7 separate regions of the Mus musculus genome follow, and regions 1, 2, 3, 4, 5 and 6 are each linked to region 7. Evidence: chromatin contacts called from public ChIA-PET, HiChIP or PLAC-seq and Micro-C data. All regions are on one chromosome and are shown on one strand. The core of a region is the stretch at or near the end of the contact, and the rest is flanking DNA. Distances in the headings are between cores, read along the strand shown.

The links. Hi-C and Micro-C count contacts between places; a contact is called where the count stands out from the background. ChIA-PET counts read pairs in DNA pulled down with a chosen protein or histone mark. HiChIP or PLAC-seq counts read pairs in DNA pulled down with a chosen protein or histone mark.
Region 1: a contact with region 7 is called in an H3K27ac HiChIP or PLAC-seq map of epiblast stem cells, with 3 times the contacts expected there. The contact joins the enhancer-like site here to the promoter of Mirc35hg in region 7. A contact is called at or near these places in 2 of 39 promoter capture datasets (both in liver), 1 of 484 Hi-C or Micro-C datasets (bone marrow-derived macrophages), 4 of 115 datasets of contacts at active chromatin or transcription factors (T-cell acute lymphoblastic leukemia, craniofacial prominence, epiblast stem cells and 1 more) and 1 of 9 other capture datasets (embryonic stem cells).
Region 2: a contact with region 7 is called in an HNF4G HiChIP or PLAC-seq map of pancreatic cancer cells. The contact joins the enhancer-like site here to the promoter of Mirc35hg in region 7. A contact is called at or near these places in 2 of 39 promoter capture datasets (cranial neural crest and liver), 2 of 15 datasets of contacts at CTCF or cohesin (the NIH/3T3 cell line and large pre-B cells), 4 of 484 Hi-C or Micro-C datasets (the HPC-7 cell line, the MC38 cell line, bone marrow-derived macrophages and 1 more), 16 of 115 datasets of contacts at active chromatin or transcription factors (craniofacial prominence, embryonic basal ganglia, embryonic forebrain and 10 more) and 2 of 9 other capture datasets (adipose tissue and macrophages).
Region 3: an RNA polymerase II ChIA-PET map of memory CD8 T cells shows a contact between it and region 7, with 9 read pairs. The contact joins the enhancer-like site here to the promoter of Mirc35hg in region 7. A contact is called at or near these places in 4 of 39 promoter capture datasets (the C10 cell line, cranial neural crest, hematopoietic stem and progenitor cells and 1 more), 1 of 15 datasets of contacts at CTCF or cohesin (the NIH/3T3 cell line) and 1 of 115 datasets of contacts at active chromatin or transcription factors (memory CD8 T cells).
Region 4: a contact with region 7 is called in a Micro-C map of embryonic stem cells, with 5 times the contacts expected there. The contact joins the promoter of Smo here to the promoter of Mirc35hg in region 7. A contact is called at or near these places in 2 of 39 promoter capture datasets (both in liver), 2 of 484 Hi-C or Micro-C datasets (bone marrow-derived macrophages and embryonic stem cells), 6 of 115 datasets of contacts at active chromatin or transcription factors (craniofacial prominence, embryonic basal ganglia, epiblast stem cells and 3 more) and 1 of 9 other capture datasets (adipose tissue).
Region 5: a contact with region 7 is called in a Micro-C map of embryonic stem cells, with 2.3 times the contacts expected there. The contact joins the promoter of Strip2 here to the promoter of Mirc35hg in region 7. A contact is called at or near these places in 17 of 39 promoter capture datasets (the 3T3-L1 cell line, the C10 cell line, the HPC-7 cell line and 13 more), 2 of 484 Hi-C or Micro-C datasets (both in embryonic stem cells), 9 of 115 datasets of contacts at active chromatin or transcription factors (craniofacial prominence, embryonic midbrain, embryonic stem cells and 4 more) and 1 of 9 other capture datasets (embryonic stem cells).
Region 6: a contact with region 7 is called in an RNA polymerase II ChIA-PET map of memory CD8 T cells, with 6 read pairs. The contact joins the promoter of 1700012C14Rik here to the promoter of Mirc35hg in region 7. A contact is called at or near these places in 2 of 115 datasets of contacts at active chromatin or transcription factors (memory CD8 T cells and pancreatic cancer cells).

The regions. Positions count from the first base shown.
Region 1 is chr6:29,714,833-29,718,415 of GRCm38.p6, reverse strand. It overlaps Tspan33 (tetraspanin 33), which reads right to left. Exons shown (of 8, transcript NM_146173.3): 6 at 1,583-1,711; 7 at 1,065-1,226; 8 at 1-879. The coding sequence ends at 778. Among named protein-coding and RNA genes, the nearest start is that of Smo, 19 kb to the left of the region's middle. Within about 2 kb of position 1,550, at least 23 of the 459 cell types and tissues checked have an H3K27ac peak or open chromatin away from gene starts, as enhancers often do. A contact at or near this core is called in T-cell acute lymphoblastic leukemia and epiblast stem cells, where this site is marked.
Region 2 is chr6:29,846,556-29,850,324 of GRCm38.p6, reverse strand. The region is part of intron 1 of Ahcyl2 (S-adenosylhomocysteine hydrolase-like 2); the gene reads right to left. Among named protein-coding and RNA genes, the nearest start is that of Strip2, 69 kb to the left of the region's middle. Within about 2 kb of position 1,299, at least 82 of the 459 cell types and tissues checked have an H3K27ac peak or open chromatin away from gene starts, as enhancers often do. A contact at or near this core is called in the MC38 cell line, the NIH/3T3 cell line, adipose tissue and 5 more, where this site is marked.
Region 3 is chr6:29,791,909-29,795,283 of GRCm38.p6, reverse strand. All of the region lies in intron 1 of Ahcyl2 (S-adenosylhomocysteine hydrolase-like 2), which reads right to left. Among named protein-coding and RNA genes, the nearest start is that of Ahcyl2, 25 kb to the right of the region's middle. Within about 2 kb of position 1,988, at least 41 of the 459 cell types and tissues checked have an H3K27ac peak or open chromatin away from gene starts, as enhancers often do. A contact at or near this core is called in memory CD8 T cells, where this site is marked.
Region 4 is chr6:29,733,942-29,737,621 of GRCm38.p6, reverse strand. It overlaps Smo (smoothened, frizzled class receptor), which reads right to left and starts at 2,125. Exons shown (of 12, transcript NM_176996.4): 1 at 1,269-2,125. The coding sequence starts at 1,611.
Region 5 is chr6:29,914,924-29,918,304 of GRCm38.p6, reverse strand. Strip2 (striatin interacting protein 2) reads right to left here and starts at 1,292. Exons shown (of 21, transcript NM_177204.3): 1 at 1,075-1,292. The coding sequence starts at 1,230.
Region 6 is chr6:30,459,237-30,462,705 of GRCm38.p6, reverse strand. 1700012C14Rik (RIKEN cDNA 1700012C14 gene) reads right to left here and starts at 1,721. Exons shown (of 2, transcript NR_131049.1): 1 at 1,577-1,721.
Region 7 is chr6:30,172,047-30,175,876 of GRCm38.p6, reverse strand. Mirc35hg (microRNA cluster 35, host gene) reads left to right here and starts at 1,752. Exons shown (of 2, transcript NR_126540.1): 1 at 1,752-2,197.

The DNA.
Region 1 (3,583 bases), core at 301-2,800, 460 kb after region 7:
GGGAAGGCCAGACAGAGAGGAATTCAAGGGCATGTATGGCTTAGTCCGGCACGCAGAATTTAGGGACCACGGTTCCAAACATTTTACAGAGCGGGTGAGGATGAATTTGGCTGCTGTTATACCCCTTGCCCTTGCAGCCTTGTTTCCATGGAGACGAGGGAGGAGCAGGATATAGCTCACTCTGACTACCTGGGAGTGCGGCTAGGCAAGCATTTGGTAAACATACCCCCTTCACTCCTATCCCCCATGTGCCCTGCGGTCCCGATCCGACCCCTAGGTTCCCTAGGCTCCCGCTGCTCTGCCCGCTGCACTCCCAGCCTCTCTGGAGGTGGAATTGTGCCAACTGGACTCCTGCAGGGCTGCCAGTATCTGTGCACAGCCAGGACTCCCTGGCAGCAGACTCTGTCCACCTAGCTCAGCAGCAGCCCTAACAGAGCTGTCTGTTGTGCCTCAGTATGCAGCTAGTAATCCTACAGCTTTCTGTGCCGCTGCAGTTTCCACACCTCTGCCCAGAGGAAACTAAAAACACAAACTCAAATGTTCAAGGTTACAAACAGCATGAAATAAACCTCGGACAATGCTGAGGCTAGGATGGGGAGATGAGGCACATCTTTCGGAGACCTGAGCCATCTGTGTCCTGCCTTCTGGAGCTTGCTTCTTTCCACTGGGCCCTCATTTGGGGGCTGGAATCCAAATCTGCACTGGGTGCTCTCAGCACCCTCTGCTGCTGGTCCGTGAGATGCTCGTCGCCATGGTAAGGAGGCGCAGGAAGGATTCTCAGTACCACGGGTCAGCTCGGTGCTGTTGGTTGTAGAGCTGTAGCTTGATCTGATCTTTTATTTGATTCACGAGGACCTGGGATAGCAGGATTCCCACCAGCTGCAAAGGGCAGAAAGGAATCAGGGGGGGACTGTCCTGCTATCCCAGGCTCAGTCCTTCCAACGCAGCAAGCACATCCCTCTCTGGTCCCTCTGCTATGTCAGTACCCCACTGACCCCTGGATGTCTCCACAAATGACAACCTTTGCAGAGTGTGAGACCTACCAGTTGGGCAGGGTAAGTTACCTGGGGGATGGCCAGGCCTAGTGCCACACCACCAAGCAGGAACAGGTTGCTGTGTATCCAGTTGACCAACTTGTCAATACAGCCATTGGTGTAGATGACCTTACTAGCTTCCAAGTAGTCCAGAGCCTGCATACCTTGGCCACACATCGTGTTGATCACTGCCTGAGGAAAATGTTGAGAAGCCAAATGGTACTCCCACACCAAGAAACACTGGCTGACAAACCTGCCAACTTTCCCAACCCCCCTAAGTTGTTAGTGAATGTCTGTAGAGAACACTGGAGTAAAACTGGCTAAATACAAAACTCCTTTCCTTTGAGCTCTCTTGGCCCAACCCTCCCCTTATCTCTGTCCCATGTGGGCTCAGAGTAAAAGGCTGAAGCGACCATCGCAGTAGGGTGAAGACAAACCTGCAGAGCCACCTGGTTAAGCTCGGGAAGGAGTGTCACCATAACAGCTTTTCTGCCCAGGAAGTAACTTGGAGCTTACTCGTGAGGAAATGACAGGCGGTGTTTGCTCACCTGGTTGGGGGTGGGCAAGCAACAGGAATAAGGCACAGAGCAGCGCTCCCGGCTAGGGTTGTCCTCCGAGCAGTTGAAGTACATATTCTGAGACCAGTCTCTGTAGGAGATCCCTCCACAGCAGCTGAACTGCAACACAGCCCACCAGAAAGGTTAGGAATCACTGATCCCCCACACTGAGGCGGCCAGGGGACTCACCAAGCTGAGCTTCCATTGTAACTTCAAGGTACTGCCAAGCACATGAGGGCCCCAAGCTCCTCCGTTCTTTCACTAAAGAAATTCTCTGGGGGTGGGTGGCTATGGGGGACTTTTGGTATAGCATTGGAAATGTAAATGAGCTAAATACCTAATAAAAATGGAAAAAAAAAAAGAAATTCTCTTAATTCCTTCTTTATCTCATTATAACTTAGTGCTTTATACTCCAGCTGGCTTGTGCACACGCGCATGCACACACACACACACACACACACACACACACACACACACACACAGAGAGAGAGAGAGAGAGAGAGAGAGAGAGAGAGAGAGAGAGAGAGAGAGGTTGAGAATTCAGATTTTACCTCTTGAGAGAAGGTTCTGAATTTATAACCTATAAAACAGTCTGGAAAAGGAGATATTCAAGATTACTGGCTTGGACCAGGGGTGTTCAGCAACAGAACATATGCTTAAAGTGTTTGACCCCTGGATTCACTCCAGCACTGCCAAGGGAAAAAATATTTTTAAAATATCCAAACCCAAAACCTTGACATAAGAAAAAAATCACAAGCCTGGCATGGTGGCACACGCCTTTAATTCCAGCACTTGGGAGGCAGAGGCAGGCGGATTTCTGAGTTCGAGGCCAGCCTGGTCTACAGAGTGAGTTCCAGGACAGCCAGGGCTATACAGAGAAACCCTGTCTTGAAAAACAAAAACAAAAACTAACAAAAAAAAAATCACAAGAAGAAAAATCTTCAGTATCAGGAGCTCACAATTACTCCACGGAAGCAAACTGGGTCTCAAAGCTGAGGGCTGCTGAGTCAGAAGAACAGAGATGCAGCACTGCTGTTGAAGATGCCGTCATTCAAAATGTAACTGAGTCACAGCAGCCTAAACTAGAACACCAAACGTGAAAGTGACTGAGGTGTCCACCCATGGATAAACAGAACGAGGAGGCAGTCACACCGAGTACTATTTAGCCTTAAAAAAGGGAAATTCTGACACATGCTACATACAGCATGGATGACACCTGACAACATGCCAAGTAAGAGTAGTCAGTCATGACAGGACACATAGGTATAATCCCATTCACAGGCTGTTATATTCACAGGGGGTTGAATGGTGGTGGCCTCCACGAGAGGGAAATGGAAAGAGTTTAATGGGCACAGTTCAGCAGGGAAAGAAGGAAAGGTGTGTGTGTGTGTGTGTGTGTGTGTGTGTGTGTGTGTGTGTGTGTGTGTGTGTGCGCCTGTGTGTACACGTGCCATGGCGTATAAGGAAAGGCCAGATGACGACTTTTGGGAGTTAGTTCCCCCCTTCCACAGTGGATTCCTGGAATCAAGCTCAGGCTCTCTGTCCGGGTTTTATAAAAAGCACGTTCAGGCTCGAGAGATGGCTCAGCGGTTAAGAGCATTGATTGCTCTTCCAAAGGTCCTGAGTTCAAATCCCAGCAACCACATGGTGGCTCACAACCATCCGTAATGAGGTCTGATGCCCTCTTCTGGTGTGTCTGAGGACAGCTGCAGTGTACTTATATATAACAATTTAAAAAGCAGGTTCACCCACTGAGCTGTTTCACTGTCCTGAAGAGATTTTTGCCTGGTTTTGTTGTTGAGATGGGGGTTCCTGTAACCAGCTGGCCTGAAACTCAATATGAAGCCAAGTCTAGCTTTGAACTGCTAATCTTTCCAATTCCATCTTTTCAAATAGAAGGGACAGTGTGCACTACCATACAGGCAAAGATGGAAAAGTTCCGCTAACAGATGGTGGTTATGGCTACATACAGTATGATTGCCCCCTCTTTTT
Region 2 (3,769 bases), core at 50-2,549, 330 kb after region 7:
AGGCTATGCCAAATAACCCAAAGTCAGAGCAAGCACATGCTCACAGTGGAAAAGGCATCAAGGTAGGACTTCTGGAGGTCAAAGTCAGAAAGCACACACATAGAGAAGTCACTATGTGTACAAGCTTCAAGCATTTGGAACCTAGAGCCACAAGGCACAGGGCAATGAATTAGAAAATCCTCGAAGATTGTTCCTGTGACTTCCTATGTCTTGGGCAAATCACCTGATGACTCTCATGACAAACTGAGGGGAAAAGTGGACTATGAAAAGATCCAAACATTCAAGCCCAACATTCAGTATTTCTGATCCACTTAGTGTCTCTGAGGCCATAAGAAAATGCAGTCATGATTCTTTAGTCACAGAAGCTATTGGTTATTAAAGGCTAAAGTTCCTAGCCACCTGGGTTCAAAGATCAATCTACTTAGTTATGAGGTTGGTTTGAATTGGTAGGCCTCAGATGTCCCATACCTGGTTATGGTTTGGATGTGTCGAAGACTTGGTGACCAGATTGTGGTGACCAGCAAAGTGCTCATATGACCATGGATGAAAATCTGAAACCATGACACAAAATGACCTTCTCCTTTATAAGCTGTTTGTGTCAAACATCTTGTCAGAACAGGATGCTACCACGCCTCCTCAAGCTTGAAATGCCAATGATAGCAGGACTTGAGCCCTCCCTCCCGTCTCCCATCCTCACTCATGGGAGGACTCTCACCTCTCAGTTTCCTCATGTTCTGAAACTGGTGAAGATTTAACAGGCTTTAGGTTAGCTCCAACACTTTCTGGGCTATCATCAGGCAAACCAAATACTTTTTAAAGCCTTTGTTACCTCATCTGTTAAAACATGATAACAATACTATTCTTATAACGTTGGTTTTTAAAAAGGTTTTATGTGTGTGAGTATTTGCTTGTATATATGTACATGCACTGTATGTGTCCAGTGCCCGGGGAAGCCAGGGAGGGCAGCAGATCCCCTAGAACTAGAATTATAGATGGCGTAAGCTGCCATCTTGGTAGTGGGAACCAAACCTGGGTACTTAAAGGAGTAAGTGCTCTTAACTGTTGAGCCATTGTTCTAGGCCTTATATTTTTAAAATAAAGATTAATATGCATGTTTACATAAACCCAGTACCAGGAAGCTACACTGGCCTTAACCAGGTATAGCAGAGTAGCATTAGACTGCCTGGCCAAGCCTCTCCACTCACTGTGTAACTTGAACAATTACCTAGTCTCCTTGTGCCTATTTACTCCTCTGTTAAAGGGAAGTTTTGAGAGGATCAAGTAAGTTAATAAGTAAACAGCAGAGTAGGGCACAGGGGCGATGACTCACTGGGTAGTGAGCTTCCTGCCAAGCCTCACAACCTCAGCTCAATGTCTGTAATCCAAATATCCAAACGGTGCAAGGAGAGGACCCACCCCGGGAAGCTGTCCTCTGACCTCCATACAAGTACCACTGCACATATTTTACACACACACACAAACACACACACACACACTCACACACCCCAAACAAACAAACAAAATGATAAATGAAAACAAAACAAAAAAGCAGAACCAGACGTAGTGACCCACATCAGTAATCCCACAGTCAGGAGGCAGGGCTGGAGAATATGGCTAGGCTATATGAAACCTTGTATTAAAACAAATAAAAATGGTAAAAAGTACTCAAAAGAGCAAGGACAGCTGGATGCTCCTAGGGCGGTATGAACTTTACTATTATTGCTATTATTCCACCTGTGGAGGCCCACAGAGATGCTGAATTCACTTACATATACACGACTGTCAGTACCTTCTTTATTTTAAATCTCATCAAATCACTTTCTTCTTTATAATGCTCCAAAACTGCCTTACTTTACTCAAAACGAAGTCCCAAGGAGCATTATAAAGGAGCATGCCCGAAGCTCACTCGCCTGGTCGCAGCAGTACAGCAGCAAGACACAAGAGGATTCTTGTCTCAAAACAAACATAGAAGGCAAGAACTGAGTTTGGAAAGTTGTTCTTTGACCTCCCCACACATGCTATGGCAAGCATATATATGTGTGCACTCACATACCATACACATACACAAATAAAAAGGTTAAACATAGACTCAAGTCCACAAATTACTAAATAACCCCTGTCATAGTCCACATTAATATGGATATGGCAGTTGGTCATATTTGCTTATTTCCACACTAGAGTTTAAGCTCTCCCTGAGATTAGCGTCTTATTCCTGTATTTCAGGTGGTTAACGCTTACAAGACAAACAGTGAATGCAAGCTGCTGAGAGAAGATGATTCTAGGACAGGGACCTCAGAGGGAAGGAGAAGGAAAGGAGACAGGTGTGAGGAAGAAGTGACAAGGCAAACAGAAACAGGCATAACCAAGCTGTGACCAGGGAGGCAGCTGTGTACCCTCCTGCCACTTACTAATCCAACCAGGTCTCTCAGATAAGCAATTAAGCCGTTAGAGACTGCAGTACACTTGAGCACCCAGCTACTGTATTCCCTTCCTGTTACGTCTTTTAACCTGGGAGTGGAGTGTGGACTTAAACCCACAATTCTCCTGACATAGCAAATTCAGACATACTTAGGTCAGGGTTCAGTCCGCCTCAAACCTGCCTCCAAGAAAAGTCAAGGTTTATCTTAAAACTTCTGAAACCCTAAAAAAAACAGAATGAGAAAGAATTTACATTCAGCATTCTTATGGGATTGGGCACTGAAAGTGGCAGGTAAAAATACTGAAGTGTGTGGTTATTAAATGTCAAATGCATAGTTTTTACTATAGTCTTTCCTTTTAAATAAACTTTCTAGAAACATAATTTATCTACATAAAAAGTACACTGGCACACACGTTTAATCTCAGCTCTCAGGAGGCAGAGGCAGGCAGATCTCACAAGTTCAAGGTCAGCCTGGTCTACAAACTGAGTCCAAGACAGCCAGGGCTACACAGAGAAACCATATGTGACAAATACCAAAACAAAACAAAACAAAACAAAAAACAAATCAAAAGGTTGTAGCTTGATAAAATTTTAGAAGTCACTACACCTACATCTCACTCATAGATAAGAACATTTTCAATACCAGAGTTATCTAGGTTAGGGTAGCAGTGTAGCTTTGTAGTAGACTGCTCGCTGACAATGCACATGTGTAAGCCCAGAAGTCAGTATCTGAGAAATGAACAACTAACTTCCTTTAGACCCCACAGCACTGACTGATTTAAGGTAGAGATGAAACACCTGTCTGTGATTTTTTTTCTTTTTTTTTTTTTTTTTCCATTTAGATCAGGTCTAACTACATAGTCTTGGATGGCCTGGTACTGGCTGTATGGCAATTCAGCCTCCTGATTTCTAGGATAAAGGCATATAACATTACAGCCAGTTTTGTCTTTGCCTTTTAATAATACTTTGGGGAACCTTAAGTGTTTGGAAATCCCTTGTAATCAACATATATTAAGTAGCGTTTTTCCCTCAACAGTAGGGGGTGGAGACTGGCTCCAGGATGCCCTTCCCCCATCAAAATCTGATAAGTAAATGGTCTTGTATTTATATAGAACACACATCTTCTTATAATCCATCTCTAGGTAGTTCATAATAATTAATAAAAAGTAAAAGCCATGTAGCAGTTATACTGTATTGTTTGAGGAATAATGATAAGAGATAAAGTCAAATTATTCAGACACAACTTTTATTTTACTATCTTCGGTCTGCAGACGGTGAATCCACAAATGTATCCTTGGGGAGTACAGTGGTGCTGCTGAGAACCACTATTTGCATTATGAGACTAACAAG
Region 3 (3,375 bases), core at 739-3,238, 380 kb after region 7:
ACAATTTTTCTCTGCCTTTTATCTAAGATGGGATAGAGGGCCCAGAGATCTAAGGGTTTCTTTTACTCCGATTCTAACTGAAGGAATAGATAGTGCTTGACCATCCTGCCATAACAGCTTTGTTCCCTAGTAACTAAATGGAAGGGGTGGACAGGCAAAAGTAGTTCTAACAACTCATAGATAAGAAGGCAGAATCGCTTAGGCAGATCAGGTTTTACAATGAGGAGGGTTGAAGGAACTGCAAACCAAAGTATTAAAATACACCTAATAGTCTCTTATGTCCCTTAACTTATTTTTCAGTAAACGTTTGACCTTCTACCAAGTAATGTAAAATATAAGTCTGACTGGATAATTATAAAACCCTTTAACTCAGGACTTCCCATCAGCACTGAATATTACTCAGAAAAGAAAAAAGGAGGAGCTCGTGGTCCAGGGCTCGCCTAGACCGTGGGTTCCCTGCAGAAACAAAGAGGGAAAATGGGAAGTGAAATTAACTCGGGGGAGACAGCAAGATGGCTCAGCAGTGAAAAAGGCTTGACACAAACCCAGTGACTAAAGTTCAATTTCCAGAATCTACAATGGAAAGGAAGTAACTCTCAAAAAGTTGTCCCCTGACCTCCACAGGCAGGAAGCGGTACACACAAGCCATGTCATACAACAATGAACAACAAATATAAACAAAAATACCTTTTAATGTTCATTTCAAAAACTAAATACTGTATTTTGTTGATATGTGCTATATGTGTGTATTAAATGAAAAAAAGACATAAATATAAATTAAGAACCAAATAAAATTATCAGGTAAGATAGGTATAAACACCATAAACTTTAAAAATATAGAATACACAGCCAGACACAGTGGTCCATGCCTTTAATCCCAGCACTCAAGAAGCAAAGGTACCTCTGTTTGGGGCTGTAATTCCCAGTCCTACTACTCGAGCATTTTATTAATACTTTCTATATCCTGTGAACTTTATGCCAGCTTATCCAGTTTCCTTACTAGTCCCCTCTATTTAGATGTCCCACAAACACCTCAAGTTCAACATAATTAAATTAAGCTATCTTCTATTATTGATACCTCCTGTATTGATCAACTCACCACCCACTCAAATGGTAGACAACTGTAGATTTCTGAGTATTTCTTTCTGTTTTCCCTTTCTTATTCCTATTCACAATGAACAAAGACTGGTGTGTCTGAAGACAGCTATTGTGTACAAGTAAAATAAAATAAATCTTTAAAAAAAAAAAAAAAGAGCCAGGCGTGGTGGCGCACACCTTTAATCCCAGCACTTGGGAGGCAGAGACAGGCAGATTGCTGAGTTCGAGGCCAGCCTGGTCTACAGTGTGAGTTCCAGGACAGTCAGGGCTACACAGAGAAACCCTGTCTCAAAAAAACAAAAACAAAAAAAAAAAACAAAAAAAGTTCAAGCCCATCCTGGGTTATATAAGGAGCCAAACCTTTGTAACAAGGCCCCCGTCTCAAAAAATAATCAGATAAAGGAAAGTGAAAGAAGAGAGGGAGAGGAAGAAGAAAGGAAAGAGGGGAGGAAATGCATAGCTCACTTCTGAACAGCTTTCAGAGAAACACTGTGTAGATTCTACCATGCCTCATTTCCTTCTGGCACAATAAGAAAGCCTCAAATCATAGACTTATCTCCAGCCTGAATCCTGGAACAAAACTACACTAAAGACATCAGCATATGCAAAAAACAAACCATGTTTAATAACTACTGACATCTGGGAGCTGCTTGTGACCACAACATAACAAAGACAAAAATTATTTATATGGTACATCATAAGATGACAAGCTCATTTGGTTTTAATCAGATTTCCTACAACTGTTATTCCTGCCTTTCCAATCCACCCTAAGACTTAACTGTATTCACCTGCCTCTGCCTTTCAAGTGCTGGCACTGCAGGTGTGTCCATGACCAGCCCAAGAAACTTTGAACAGAATTCTTCTGAAGAGGATTATGTAAGCCTACACAATGACTCCTAACTGCCTACCTATTCTTCCCTCAACCTCACCACAGAAGGCCTGAGATCCTCTACTAGGCCCTATCTTGCTCTAGTGAATACTTAATATTATCTCTCCAACTATAAATCTGACCTCCTTGAGAACAGAATATACCTTGCTCATCTCTGATGTCCAAATATCTACCAATGCAATAAATAAATTAATATGAAAATTATACCACTTATTGAGCTAGGCATGGTGGTACATGCCTTTAATCTTAGCCCTGGAGAGGCAGGGACAAACAGATCTCTGTGAGATCAAAGCCAGTCAGGATAGAGACCTTATCCCCCACCTCACCCCCCCAAAAGAAAGAATGAGAAAAGAAAGAAAAAAGATAAAAGAAAATTATACCACTTATAAAAACACTAATTGTATTTTTTCCAGCAAGGGTATATACAAAAATATAAGATATGACTCTATCATGTTAAAAAAAATTATAGAAAATTTAACCTATTTAAGTAACTCTTGATTTGCTTCTATCTTTATTTTCTGAGAATAATTATGGCACATCTCTATAATGAGAGCACTGGGAAGGGTGACACAGAAGGATCCTCAGCTTGGGCAACATAATGAGATTCTGTATGAAGAAGAGGAGAGCATTTAAACAAACAAACAAACAAACAAACAAACTTTAAACTCTAGAATAAAATAGAATATACATGGCTAAGAGCAAAGTAGACCATGAATGGGGGCGGGGGTGGTCAATGAAAGAGCAGGAGGAGCAGGGAATAGCTTATAGTAAGTGCAGGTCTCTGAATCCAGACAATTACACCCTCAAGCAATGAGAACTTCAAAGAAAAGTAGTAACAGAACTGAAAATAAGAGCATTCAACTTAAATTTCTAATTCCAAAGGAAAAAGAAGACTATGGTCTTTAACATGGATTAAGAGAGTTTAACAGAAATATCAAATCTAAATAACGATTGTTATGCTAGTCAGTTCTTAAGTTCACTACTAATTAAAATTAAAATATCATTCTCAGATTAATAATCAACGATTTAATCTCAATTTGGATAGGAGTATCTAATGTTGCTATAGAATTTGAACTCACTTTAGATGTTTACCACAACCTTGAAGAATTTTGCTAATGATTATAAGGCTATCAATAAAGGTTAAGTGATAGCATGGAACAGTAAAAAAAAAAAAAAAAAATCACATATGCACAAGTAGAAATAGGCTGAAAATGAAGAGCTCAATATCAACTTCAGCACGAGAGATCAACTTAAAAAGCTGGGCTAGAGAAATACCTCAGTGCCTAAAAGAACTGGTTGCTGTTCCAGGACACCTAAGTTCAAAGTCCTAGCATCCACATGATGGCTCACAACCATTTGTAACTCTGCTTCTAGAGTATCCAATGCCC
Region 4 (3,680 bases), core at 876-3,375, 440 kb after region 7:
TGAAAGCGTCATTCGACTCCCTCGAGAGGTCTCCACCTATAGGTTACTTTAGAACCTTATCTCCATAGAATACAGTTCTATCTTCTCGGTACCCGCCGTCCTCCAAGTTCCTGCTCCAACATCTGCATCAAGCCAAGAACCTTAGGACCCCAGGCAGCACTCAGCTACAACTGAGAACTCTAGTAGTCAAGTTGACAACACACCTCAGCCCAAGACAGTCAGCCTACGGTTCACACTACCTCCTAGTCGGAGCCTCACAACCTCAGAGGAAGAGCTAAAGCTAGGGACACTGTCAGGCTCTCTGGTTTGCTCCGGGCTCTCAATTTTATTTTCTTTTTCCATCAAGGACAGCTTTTACATCACACCGAAGTGGGGGTTCGGGGTGGGGAAGAGGGATGGGAAAATGACAAGGACTGTCCCCTCCCCAGCACCCTACAGGCTCTCAGTCCAACTGGGTGACAGGCAGAGAGATAAACCATCCTAAATAGCCTAGGAAGGACTTGTTTGATGTAGTCTGCTGTTTTCAGGCTCTGTCACAATCCTACCCCAAGGAAAGGACTTTCTGCCACTCTGGACGGTGCCCACAGGCTCTCAACACCCCAGACTTAATGTTCCTCCACAGCATACACTGGCGTGAGGCTTCACATTTCCACAGAGCCACAAACAACTGTTTAAATCGTCTCCCTCCTTCTTAACCCGAGTGGATCAGAGCTTCCATTTTTCAGATAAGGAAACTTAAACGGGTAAAAACAAGACAAAAATCATTGGTTCCCTGGGCTGATCTAAATCAAGATTACCAGGTGGTTCGTTTGGCTTTTTAGTTACTACAAGGAGGCATTTTTTTTTTCCTTCTCAGAATGTACAAGTTTTCCTCGCCCCTTCCCTCCAAATCCTTAAATGTCTTCCACCTTCATCCTCTCTTTCTTCTCTACAACTCAGATTGCCTCAAGGTCTGAACACTGCCCAGAATCCCCATGGACTGTTGCTTCACGAATACATCTCTTCTCCCTCCTTGCATCCCCCTAACCCCATCCTTACTCGGGCTCTTTGTGACCGACTGGCTTCCCTGGTCTCTTGCCCCGACCCCTTCTCCAACACGCAGAGTCTCCTTCCCGCACGCAACCTGTCCCAAAAGTTCCGGACTCGTTTCTCCAACTATTCCGGGTGCAAGCCGCGCCCGCCCAACAGTTTGAGGCCTGAGCCTTTTCTTTCCGTCAGTGGCCGGTCCCATCACCTCCGCGTCGCAATCCCGACTCCCGCGCGCTTACCGGACCAGAGCACGAGCTTGCCGTGCGCTTCCTCCTGCGAGTCCGAGTCCCCAGCCAGCAGCGTGGTGGTGGCTCCGTAGGGCAGCGCCGAGCCCAGGCACACGTTGTAGCGCAAAGGCTCGCAGTGGGCGGCCCGGCCGCAGTGGCTCAGCAGCGGCGGCGGAGGGCTGGTCACCGGCACGTCCCTCCTCGAGCTCCCGCTGGCGCTGTGAGGCCCAGGCCCGGTCACGTTCCCGCTCAAGGCCGCCCCCCGGCCCGGGCCCCCCAGCAGTACCAGCAGCAGCAACTGCAGCAGCCTCCGGGGCGCCAGCTCGGGCCCACGCACGGGGCGGCCAGCGGCCATGGCCAAACAGCCAACTCAGCAAAAGCTGAGGCGCCCCGGAGCTCCCCGGAGTCCCCTGGCCACACACACGACCCCGGGGGCCGCGGAGGCTACTTAGGCGACCGGTGCGCCCCGAAAGTCTGGGGCCAGCTTTCGCCAGGCGCCGCGCGCGTCCGGGCCCCTCGACTCCCAACTTTGCAAACTTTGGAACCCGGGCCCCATGTTGAGCAGCGCAGGCCCGGGCCAGGATGCACAGACCCCGGACTCCCTGGCCTGGAGATCGAAGCTGTCTTCAACCCTGGGAACCCTCCGGGGCCCCGATCTCCAGCCCCATTCCCTCTCCCACCATTAAAACCGACTCCCAGCCCCTCGATGGAGGCCAGGCGCCGGCCGGGGGGGGGGGGGGGGTGCGGGAGTGGGTCCCCGGCTCCGCCCCCACGCCAGCCCGCGGCCCAGCAGCCACCTCCGCGCGAGCGCGCCGCAGCCCCCTGAGCTCTCCCTGCCGACTACCGGGCTCCTTTGTTGCTCTAGCTGGCCCTGCTCTCTGGAATGCACGGGCCTCGCGGAGCCAAGCCCGGCCCCCCCATCCGCGGAGGCTGGGGGAGGGCCCGAGCGAAGAAAAGCAAGGGGAGAGTCAGACGCTGGAGAGGAGGAGCCCCAGCTTTGGCGGCCTAAATGCCCGAAGGGGCTGGGGTGGGGGTATTCGGGAACCTTCACCCTACAGAAGACCCTCGCGGGGGGGGGGGGGGGGGGGGATGCGTGCAAGTTGTGTCCCAGAGGCACTTGACTGAATCTTTAGTTGGTCCTAAGGTTGTTTGACGTGACTTTTAGGAGAGGACATTTCTCTCAGTTTAGGGTGGCAGGGGGATGCCTAAAGCAGGCAAGAGTTTTCACTCCATTCCTGCCCAATTCCCCAGCCCTACCAATCTTTTCTTGCTTTTTGTTAGTTAGATCTTTCTCAACTTTACCTAGAACCCTGGTGGAGAAGAACCGGAGTTTGGGGGTTTTGCTTCTTTAAATTCTTCCTGCTCGAGATATATATGGGGAAATAACCTCGGAGTCACTCAGAGTAGCTGCTGTTACCTGTGGGGACAGATGTCTATCCTGAGAACATGTCAACACCAAGCCTTTATCGCTCAGGTATGTCAGGGCTGGATGGACTGTGATTTCCATCAACTGTCCCTGATGCACCTTCGGGTTTGTCCGCAGGAAACTAGTCCATCTTGGATGAATACCTGTGGCCCAGCTGCCTCATGAAGTTTCTGTCGTTCCCTTCTCCACTCAGTTCTTCTTTCTTTCTCTCTTTCTTTCTTTCTTTCTTTCTTTCTTTCTTTCTTTCTTTCTTTCTTCCTTCCTTCCTTCCTTCCTTCCTTCCTTCCGTCAGTTCTTTCTTTCTTGCAGCTTCTTTAAGTCACAGCTCCCCTAAGCAAGTCTCCCTCAACGGCTAGGAGACTGGACTGAATGAACCTTGAGTAACTTTTCCTTGTTGACGGACAACTCAATAGCATAGCTTTTCATTTCTTGTTTCTGTAAGAATAGCTCACAGTCAGCCAGATATAGATCGTTTCTGTTATCTCTGTTGTTTAAGAGCAAATTGACTCCTACACTTCAGATACATGCTTAATTGGTACCCAAGTCTCCAGAACTATGTGAGGAATCTAATTCAATTTGGGGGCTCATTTTGTGTTTTAATTTTATTCTTGTTGGTGTGATAAAATATCCTGACATAGCAACTATAAGGCTAAAAGGATGTATTCTGGACTCACAATTCTAGGTCATAGTCCATCATTGTGGAAAACCTTAGACAGGGACCTTAGCTGGTTGCATCCACAATCAAGAGCAGAGAGAAATGAATACATGCATGCTTACTGGTACTCAGCACCTTCTCTGTACTTAACACAGTCCCGGATCCCCTGTCTTGGGAATGGTGCTGCCCATCACAGGCAGACCTGCCTATATCACTTAGTGTAATCAAGACAACCACCCACAGACACACCAACAGGCTGGCTTCATCTAGAGATCCTGCATGGAGATTCTCTTCCCGGAGGATTCTAGATTGTATCAAGTTGACAATTAAAACTTTCAACAGA
Region 5 (3,381 bases), core at 43-2,542, 260 kb after region 7:
TTGGTTTTATCTCTTTTACCTTTTGTCTCTAGATGACCAGACCCCTTTTCTGCTGCTGGGGATCAATTTAGAGTCTTGTGTAAGCTACACAAGCACTCCATCACTGAGCCACATCCCCCCAACTCCGTGGCTTCTACGTAGTAAAATGAAAGGTTAGGCTCACTGTGGTAGCATATTTTGTAATCCTAACACCTGAAAAACAGAGGCAGGAGGATCAAAGCTCTCCTCAGTTACACAGTGAGTTCAAGCCCAGCCAGGGCAAGTTGTCAATAGACGTTGCCATGGGCTGTCTCAAATAATTAAATCCAGATGAAATCGAATCAAATAAAGGCTAAACCAGATGACCTTCACATCCCCTTCCACATACATTTCGTTCCCCCTGAGTCCCTGCTTGTATGCAGTTTTGCTCTTGGTTGATAGATGGAATATGGCTAGATAAAATGTAGGGGAATAATAATAATTCATTCCTTTCCATGTCCCAAGTTAGTTTTTTTTGGTTTTGGTTTTGTTTTTTTCCTAAGAAAAGGTGGAAGATATTTAAATAGCCATCCCATTAGCTGCATCCTGGGACTGCTACTCTCAAACGTCGCCCTGGTCCTATCCCAGCTTGAATCCTGTCTTTCAACCCTCCTAGAAAAGGGGCGAGCTGTTCGCGGAAGGCGCTCCCTAAGCCACCGCCATCACCCGAGGGCAGGAGATATAGCAAGGGGAAGGCTGGTGCTCCAGGCTGGTCTGGTCCAGTCCAGTGCCAGTTGCTGCAGTGTGAAGAGGGAGGGCGTGCTGCCCGCCAGCCCACCCTCCCCTCCCGCGGCAGAGCTCGGGCTCCCGCCCCTCCGTCCAGTCCCTGCACCTCTATGCGCTGGTTCCCCATCGGTACACCGGGATCCAAATTCCGGCTTCACCGGGCGGCAGCTGTCAAGTATCTGGAAAGTATCTGTTACGCTCTTCGCGCCGGTTAGGAAAACCGCAGGCCAAGGCAAGAAAGCGGGCGACCCGCAGCGGGAAGGGACCGGGCTGAGGGCCGCTCCACCTCAGCCGCCGCTTCCCGCTGGCGGATACCTCCGGGTTCCTCACCTCCGACTCCCGCCGCTGGTTGCGGAACGTTTCCCTGCCCTTGGGCACGGCCGGCTTCCCTTTGCCGCCGTTGCCGTTCCCGTTCCCATTGCCGTTCCCGTTGCCGTTGTCATTAGCAGGAGAGCCGGCGGGCCCCGGTGCCGCGGGGTCGTCCATGCTGGGAAGGTTCCCTTCAGCGGTTCGCCTCAGCGGCTCCCTACCGTAGCTCCAAGATCTCTGCCCAGGGCGACCCCGCCACAGCGCGCGCCCGGGACCAGGCCCCGCCCCCTGAACTCCGATTGGCTGTAACTACTCTCCGAGGCCCCGCCCCGAGATGCGATTGGCTAATCAGCCATCCAGAGGCGGGGGCTCTTTCAAGGAATATTTTCCCCATGGACCCCCGGCATTTTTACTGCTCAGTTGCTGGTAGCCTGGGACTAGTAGACTCCACGTCCAGCTCCACGATTCGAATTCTGAACCCTGAGCGCAAGGCGGCTTAGCTCCGTGCTGCATGCTCTTTTCAGTGCTGTTCCTGTCCCACATAGCAGCCTTTTCCTGAGAGCCCTAGTCCATCCCTGGTCCAAAGTGCCTACGTTTCGGCGGTACTAGACCCGGACCCCCTCATCCAGGCTGCTGCACGCCTGTGACATCCCGCTTTGTCGCAGAAAGGGCTTGGCCTTCAGGATAACCTGAGCCACCACACCATAAACTTACCCTCTCAGGAAGCTTTCGGAAGAGAACTCTTGGAGGAGAGAATGAGAGTTGCGGGGAGGGACCTAACTGAAATCCCTGAGGGCTGCTCCCTGTCATTTGTCCCTAGCTGTGTGGGCGCCTTCTTTTTGGTGCGAATAGATGGCAAGCTCCCACCCTCACCCGCTGCTCTTTCCTTCCCATTTCTAAAACAATCCTAATCTAAGTCTAAGATGTTGAGTTCGATCCCCGGGTCCTCACTTGGTGGAAGGAGAGAATGAACAGCCAAAAGTTGTCCTTTGACACCAGACCTCCACACATGCTCCTGGTGTCCTCCCCGATTCCCATATACAAACAAATAAATATTTAAATTGAAAAGAAAAAAAAATCCTACGCCCTAAGAGCTAAAAGTAACCAGAAGGTAACCGGGTAGTTGAAGGCTGTGGATTCGGCTCTCTCCCGAATACAATTTAAATATATTGGCAGGTCTGGCTTGACAATGGATGAAGGGAATGGGAGGGACCAAATCGCTATGGTAACCCATGACTTTAAGACAGTGAAAGGATCATTGAGTTGGGACTGTGCCAAGCGTTGTATGTGTTTTCTTGGTACCACACCTCTTCCGGACAGGTTATTTTTTACGAATCCAGTTTTTATTGATGAGGAAATTCTGAAGCACAGAGAACACCCAAGGATTACATTAAGTCTTGTCTCAGTGTGGTAAGTATGCTGCTCTATAGAAGAAACTTCCGTTCACTTGGTTTACTTCAGTCTTGGCGTTTCAATTGCTGTGATAAAAATCCATGACCAAAAGTAACTTGGGTAAGAGAGGGTTTGTTTCATCTGATAGCCTACAGCTCATTACCTAGGGAAGCAGGAACTGTGCTTTCTGGCTTGTCCCTCCTCGCTTTTTAATACAACTGCTTACAGTGAGCCAGGCCCTTCCACATCAACCATCAGCCAAGAAAATGCCCCATAAACTTGCGCACACACAGGTCAGACTGCTGGGGTGTTTTTCCTCAATGGAAATTCCCTCTTCCAAAATGACTCTTTCTGGTGTCAGGTTTGCACAAAACCAGCCAGCACAGCTACTGATCTTTAAGATGACTCCTACTTCTCTACATTTTTTTTTTTTTTTGATCCTCCTAACTGTATTAGGTATGTTGCTATCAAACCAACTTTGCTGGGATCCCAAATTCTAGTACTGTATTCTTCTCAACCAATGGAATTATTTCTCCTTTTCTTAGGAATAATTCCATTCTTTTTTAGACATGGTTTCACATTGTAGCTCAGAATAGCCTAGAACTATGTAGCCTAGCCATGGTAACCCTCCTTCATCCTCCTGAGTACTGGAACTACAGACATGAGACTTTGTACAGATCTTAACCCCATTTCTTTAAAAAAATATATTATTTATGCATATGAGTCTTTTGTCTGTGCAGCAAATGCTTCCTGGTGCCCATGGAGGCTAGAAGAGGGAAGATGTCCTGGGACTCGAGTTACAGATGGTTGGGAGCCACCATCTCAGCTCCTCTGCAAGAGCAATTTGTGGTTTTAATGACTGAGCCATTTCCCCAGGCCCTCAACTTTTTTCTTCTTTACCTTTCTGCTAGTTGGCAGGTGATAGGGGGAAGGAGG
Region 6 (3,469 bases), core at 472-2,971, 290 kb before region 7:
CAGCCTATCTATCTGAGTGCAGCATCCCCTTCTACTGTTCGCTTCTTTCCTACATAGTGGCTACACACTGGATCCCTCTGCGGGCCTCACTGGAAGTGTGTCACATTGCTCTGCAGCTTGTAGGAGGTAGCAGGCACCACAGGCCTCTACAGATTGCAGGACAGGTGGAGGGCCCCCGCCTTCTGAACCCAGGCCCCTAGCTATCCAGCTAGCTGAAAGTGTTTATTGAACACCTACTTTGTTCCAGGCTCTAAGGACTATGGAATGAACAAGATAGAGTCAGCTCCTGTCCTCCTGATGGTGGAACAAACAGGCAGTAAACTCTATGACCATGGGGGAGATGGGAAGGGGACAGAGCCGGTAGAAGGGTCAGGGCAAAGGCCTTGGAGTCTTCCTAGTGGGACCCTAGCTTTGACTCTTCCTCACTGAGATGATATTTGAATAGAGAACCGGAGATGGAGGACAGACCCACAGAAACGCAGGAGGAAGAGCGAGCCACTGGTGCCAAGGCCCCCAACAACACACTTCATCATCCAAGGAGCGGCACCATGGCTGGACTAAAGGGAGCATCGTGGCAAGACACCAAGGTCAGGTAGCTTTGGAATCCCCACGCCATGGAAAGAGCTGAGATGTGGCCTTTCTGGGCATCTTACAAGGAAAACGCGTCCATCTGTTGCCTTGTTCTGGTCTGAAAGGTATCTCCCCCCCCCCCAGCCCCCCCCCCCCCGACAGATCAGGTGCTTCCACTGGCTCCAGGGAAAGGCTCCGGAGCTGGGATTTCCAAATCTTGGAAGCCTCACTGCCAGGAGTCACCGTGTGGCCTGAGGAAACCAAGATACCTCATACAGATTCCACATAGTCCCTGTCTCTACTGCTGCGTCCCTGGGGTCAGAAGAAGACCAACCCATAGCTTCTGTCTTTTTTCTCCTGGCCGGGCTATTCAGATGATAGCTAAAGACAAGGCAAGCTGCCTTATCTTCCCCAAGCCGGGACAGAAGGAGTTTATGAGGACGCTGATAGGAACCCTGAGAGGCTACTGGCCCTCTCAGGGTGCTCCTCAGAAAAGTCTCAGTGTGTGGTAATTATCTGGTTAGTGAGGACTTCAGCTGACCTCTGAAGAGTGACAGGACAGTCCTCCTCCTTCAGGAGATGGTGACCCACACCCATCAACCCATGCTGGGGTTACTCTGTTCTTCTCATGGTGCCACACAGGAGCTGGGCCAGTCTGGAGGAGAAAGGATGCTGGAGCCTTACTCTCAGGGGAGGAGCGCTCTCTTAGCTCACTCTCCAAGAACTGGGTGGGGAGTCTTTCAGACAGAACCTGTCTTTGGCCCTGAGTCTCATCCTGGTGACTGAGCCGGGCTTATCCCCGTGGCTTAGCAGAGCGAGCGGCCATGGAAGCTTTTCTGGACTGGGCTAGCAAGGCGTGAGGGTTTAAGCATGTGCCCGGAGAGCTCTGGCACCTGTTTGATACTTCCCAGGTTGATGGTGGCATTTCTGGTGTGAATCCAGCCCCTGGAGTATCCAGGTCCCGGGCTCCATCTGCCACCTCACTTGAGGGTGCCAGGCCCCTCACCTCTCCTACTCCAGGCCCACATCACCTTCCAGAATAACCCCCATCAGGAACGCGGCTAGGATCTTTCCTCCCTGTTGCTTTTCCAGTGAGGCCTCTTTTCCCCTTCATACAAGCACTTCCGAGAGAGCCAAATCGACCGCCCTCTAGGTTGCCATGGAAACAGAGCTTTCTTTCCTCCCTCCTGTTTACCTTGGTCAGGGGACTGCGACAAAAAGCAGCCTGTCGCAGGAGGAGAAGGGAGGGCGGGGGAGAGCGGAGGGAGAATCAGCTTGCCTTAAACCAGATCATTCCGGTTTGGAGTGGTTCTCTCCCCCGCAGCCCTAGGCCCCTCTTGCCACACTGGGCTGTGGAAGGCAGGGAGGGAGGGAGGATCCTCATCCTGCGAAGCTTTAGTGGAGAAGGTCCTACACCCGTGGTACCCCGTCCTAATTCCAAGTGGACCTGTCTCCCTCAAGGCCAGAGTTTGGCCTCCAGTGCATCCTCTGGAGGTGCTGCCCCAGGGTGACTGCTGTGCTCAGGTTGGCTCCCCACCCCAGGATAAAGAGATGGGAGCTGAAGGCCAGGCCTTGCTCTGTATATGTACTCTTGAGTGCCCTGGCCAAAGTGGCCTCACCCTATTTACCAAAAAGATCATTGTCGTAGCCTCGAACTTAAAATTTCCCAACTAACTGCCTTGGAGCGCGATTATATATCAGTGCCTTCTGAGCACCGCCTCTCCTCGCCCTAACTTTCCAAGTCTCCTGCAGTTTTTCTGGTTTCTTTCGTAGGCTTCCTCCCCTTCCAGAAGCCACCAGGAGGTGGTGGGTGCTGTCCCTGAAAAGCTTTCTAGCTCTTTGTGCTCCTCTGAGCCTTGAGCTAAAGTACTCTATTCTCAGTACCTGATTCCTCTAACCGGTTTGCTGGGTAGAAGCCCTGCCTCCGGGTGCTATCAGCCTGAATACAAGGTTGTGCCCCGGTGGCATCCCAGCCGGTTGCGTACCCACTAGATGCACAGTTAGCGTGGGCACCGGCCGCTGCTAGTCGCGGTGCCCACGACCAGGACCAGCGCTGCTCGCCAGGGGGCGGCAGAGAACCCACCCTGGGCAGCTTCTCCGCGAAGCACGAGGCCATTTTACATTCGAAAAATCCTGACCTGGCTCCGCATCTATGTGGACACTGGGAGCTTTGCCGGGACAAGTGACTGGCGGTGGCACCTGGGGGACTTGGCGCTCGCTTCCAGAGCAGCTTCCCGTCCCAGGCACAGGCTTCATCGTGCTGCACTGCGGCTCCGCGGAGCCCCGCCCACCTGGGGAAGGGTCTGGTCCTTTATCGGTGCAGTGAGAGTTCTTACCAAGGAGACCCTTCCTCTGGCATTGGGAGAGCTGGTAACTCCCTTGGCAAGAACACTTTGGTGGCCCTTGGCTTATCCTCCCGCATCCCAACACAATGTTTTTGTTTGGTTTCTGATTTTGTTTTAAGAAGCCCTGGTTGGCCTGAAACTCAGTGTATATAGACCAGGCTAGCCTCAAACTCACAGGTCCACCTGCCTCCGCCGAAATGCTGGGATGAAAAAACGAGGGTGCACCACCACGCCGGCTCCAGCACAAATTAGCTAAGCAGAAAGTGGACAGAGTGACGCCTGACTGCAGCACGTGGCAGATATGGCTCTGCTACCCTGCAGGGAGAGAAAGTGGGCCTTGCAGTCTTAGAACCTTCTGAGGCCCAGACTCTTGGTAGCTTTAGTGAGATGGTTCATAAAAGATGAACTGATCTGCCCGTCCCTTCTGAGGTGACACACACTGACACTTGATGTATTTCACAGATGCAACCGCTGTGAGGATCCTGGCTTGGTGTTGAGTGCCAAGAATAGTAAGTGGCCAGCGTGTGCCGCTGTCTGTGTCCTCTCTTCACCAA
Region 7 (3,830 bases), core at 503-3,002:
GTCCGACGGCGGGACCCCGCAGCCGAGCGGCTAGCTTTCCGTTCTGCGGTGTCTGGTTCTCGACAGCAGGTGAATGGGCCCAGGCGAGGCGCGGGGGGGCGGGGCGTACGCTATAAAGGGGCGCGGCAGGACTAGGGGGTCACTCGCAGCCGGTGTGGCCTGCGCGTCCGAGCACACAGAGCTGTGACCGCCTGGTGCCGGACAGGCCTAGGGACCAGGTAGGGCGTGAGTGGAGATGCCGGCCGGCAGTGAGGTTCAGGGCCACAGGGATGGAAAGGGAAGGAGGCGGGACAGGGAGGGTTAATGTAGAGTCACCACACCCCCCTGAGGTCTGTCGGGTCGTGCCCTGCTCTTCCTGTTCGGTTCTGGTGCATCACGTCCCATCCCCAACTGTGCTGGGAGAGGGACAAGCGGGTCCTGGCCTTCCTGCCTTGGGGTGGGTCTTGCCTCCGGAGCCATCTGTCTGTAACATCCATGGCTGAAGCAGGTCTTGCCCAGGAGCTGAGTATCTAGAAGGGTTCGTATCTGCAGCGTCATTCTCGGACCCTGGCAGACAGCAGGGGAGGGAGGAATCCAGGGGCTCGGTTCCCCTAATCCATTTACTTCGCTTGAGCTCAAGGTTTTCAGTCTCAGCGCAAGGGCCCTTTAGTTTGGTGGGAACATCAGCTAAGCCCCACCCCACCCCCACACCCGGTTTTAGAGGCTTCTAGGCGGTCAGACCTGCCCGGATTCATTGGGAGAACTAGGAGCTAAAAGGGAGGAAGGCGGATTAACGTTTTATTTTAATCTGGTTTTGAACTGTGGTTGCCGTCTGGGGCAGCCGGGCGCGGCAGGGAATGGGAGGGCGCTCAAAGCAGGGGAGGGGGATGTGCGCACTCTCTGGTCTCAGGATGCTGGGGAGAAGGAAGAGGCCACTTCAAACGAGACAGCTAGGGTGTACCTTAACTCTGCTCCTCCCCAGAGGCTCCGGGGTGGCATCCTAGCTAAGAAGGTTCCGAGGGATCTAATCCCCGTCCTCGTTCCAGATGGCCCCGCCCCCTCCCGGGGGAGCCACTGCGGCAGTGGAGGGGCAGGAAGGGAGATGGGAAGGGGTCTGGGGGTGGCTTCCCTTCCCCTCCCCCTTCCGGGACAGGCGGTCTTTGTTCCCTGCGGCGGCGGCGGCCAGACACCTGTGAGGCTTCAGGGCTAGGCAAAGGTGGGTTAGGACGAGTGGCGAGCCTCTGGTGCCCACTCCAACTCTCTACCTTCGGGCCAGGGTGCTCCCACCGAGGCAGAACAGACTGTGGCCAGTTCTCCGGCTGCAGAGTACCGTCTAGTGTGGTCCCACAGTACTCCTGGCCTCCAAACGCACTTCCCCTCCCCCAGCCCAGAGTCGGATTTCCAAGTTTGCTGTGCTACACACACCTTGGCTAGCAAGGGGTTCAGAGGGAGGTGGGATGGTAGGGCATCGGGGCACACCTCGGCCGGCGGCACCCCAGCCCAAGGTAGGAGGCTAGAACAGCGAGTGGGCAGCGGGACCCCTTAGGGGCCAAACCCAGCTGGGTTCGGCGAACAGGCGGGGCTCGCGACGTATCCGCAGTCCCGGTCGGGCGTGCCCTACGACGCGCACCAACCGGAGCAACATTCAAGGTGAATCATCTTCGGTCCGCCTCCCGTCCCTCCCCCGCCCCACAGCACCTGAGCCAATGGCGCGGCGCGGGGGGCGGGCGGGGCGCTGGGGGCGGTAAAACCCTCCCGGAGTCATTATCTCTGCACTCCGTCGAGCCCCCGGGTCTCGGCGCCGGAGCCTGCTAGCCTCCTTCCTTGAACACGATCGTCACACCTGGTGCACCCCTTTCGTCTGCCTCTGGGGCTCGGTGACCATTCAGCCCTACCCCGCCTGCTGCGTGGAAGAGGCTCCTCCTCAGGTGGCTCGGCCGGGGCCTTCCCCTGCAGACCTGTCACCCGACACCCAGGAAGCGCGCGGCCCCATCCCGGCTCCTCTTTGTTCCCCCGCTGGGCTCCGCGCTCCGGCGCCACCTCCTCCCGCCAAGGTCCTGGTGATTTGGGGCGCCGCTCTCGGCTCAACCTGGGCACGCCTCAAGTTCTGTCCATTGGGCCCGCTCCAAACGAGGGCCCTTTTTTTGCCTAGTTCCTCGGGTGTGGACTCGGAGCAGAGCTGGGAGGCGGCGGTGAGCCCAGCCCGGAGCCGGCGCAGGTGAGTGTGCGGGGCGGGGCCGGGCGGAGCCAGTGCTGGGCCAGGGAGAAGGTGGAGCGGGTGCCGGAGGGCCAACAGTTCTAGCACCCAGTTTTGTGGGCGGCCGGAGGGGCAAGCAGAGGCCACGTCGTGGCTGTGGCCTTCGGGGATGACGCGGCACTGTGAATTCCTGACTTCCTTGGCCTTTTGGCGGGGATGCCGGCGAGGTGCCAGGGGACGGGGCCCTCAGTACCATGTGCACCGCATCCAGTGCGGTTCCCGGGGCGGGAAGAAAGCGGGGGGCATTTTGAGCCTAGGTTGGGTTTGGCTCGGTGCCTGATGCTGCCCGCCCTAATGTCGCCTCCCGGAGGAATTCGGCTGGGGTCCCGGGAGTTTCGCCGCCCTGTTGGGCCTGGGAGGAAGTGCAAGGCCGGGAGGCTGGCCGCGACGCGGGCTGGGGAGCGTTCCTGCGTCGAGCTGGTTTCTCCAGCCCCTTCTCAGGGTTTCACTGCAGGTTGGTTATCGCTTCCGTGGCCCGGAGCCTGCCCCGCCCAGTCCCCTGGGAAAAGCTGGTCCAAGAACTCAGCTTGCCTTCCTTCTGTATCCTCCGGCCTGGAGCAAGCGGATACCAGTTCTGAGTCCGAACCAATTCGGTTAGCAAGGGCTGCTCCCAGGTCCCCAGAATCCTGCCCCCGGAACATGTCTCGGATGTTTTACTAGTCGGTGTATCCAATAGTTACCGGCAGTGGCGATGCAGCCCAGGCATCAGGGATCGCTCAGTTCTGCGGAGCCCTACAGGCTGAGCCCTTCCTTCATCCTTGGCACCCCTACACTAAGTAGAAAGATCTGCTAGCGCAAGGGATGCAATTCTGATTAGGAGATTAGGGACAGAGATGGGGGGCGGGTGCCCTATTGGGCGCCGTCTCTGTCAGAGATAGTTAGGACAGGGCCTTCTAGGTTTCCTGCTGGCTAACCTCCTGAGGACTAAGAGTCCAGTTTTCACACTGAGCCAGGTACCTGTGTTACACGTCCGCCCTGAGACTCCGTGCACAGTCAGTCTAGCCTGCATCACCCTCTGCCTAGACAAACCTTGGGCATCATGTTTCTAGATTTCTGTTCCGAGGTCAATCAAGCCTTCTAAGAAACCCAGTAAACCGAGCCCACCTTTCATCCTCCACTTGTTTTCTTTAGGGCTTCTAGCCACCCTTTCAAACAGTGAGGGGGGTCAGTGGGTGGGAGATTATTACACAAAGAAGAAACAATTTCACTGTAATAGTCTCCCTTGTGAGGATTTCGTTTATTCTTATTTTCCACTAGGAGTATTAACGGGGTCCAGTGGCCCTGGGAACGTGCTTGTGCTGTGCACAGCTGAGCACACTCGAGTTTGGTGCATGCCTGGGTAGCTTGGACTGCATCAAAAGCAGCTTGAGGGGCTCCTAAGATTTCACTAGCCAACCAGGAGGCTGGGCCACGCCCTGAGCTAGTGGAGAGGCTAGCCGCCCCAGCCTTTGCAGCATTCGATGGAGATATAAGTGATCCGTGCTGGGCCAATCGCTGGTGGGAAGATTCGCAACAGAGACTCTAGATTCGATGTGTAGGGGTTGATGGTGACAGTTGCTGAATGTTAGCAAAAGATCCCTAAAGACTCCACCCG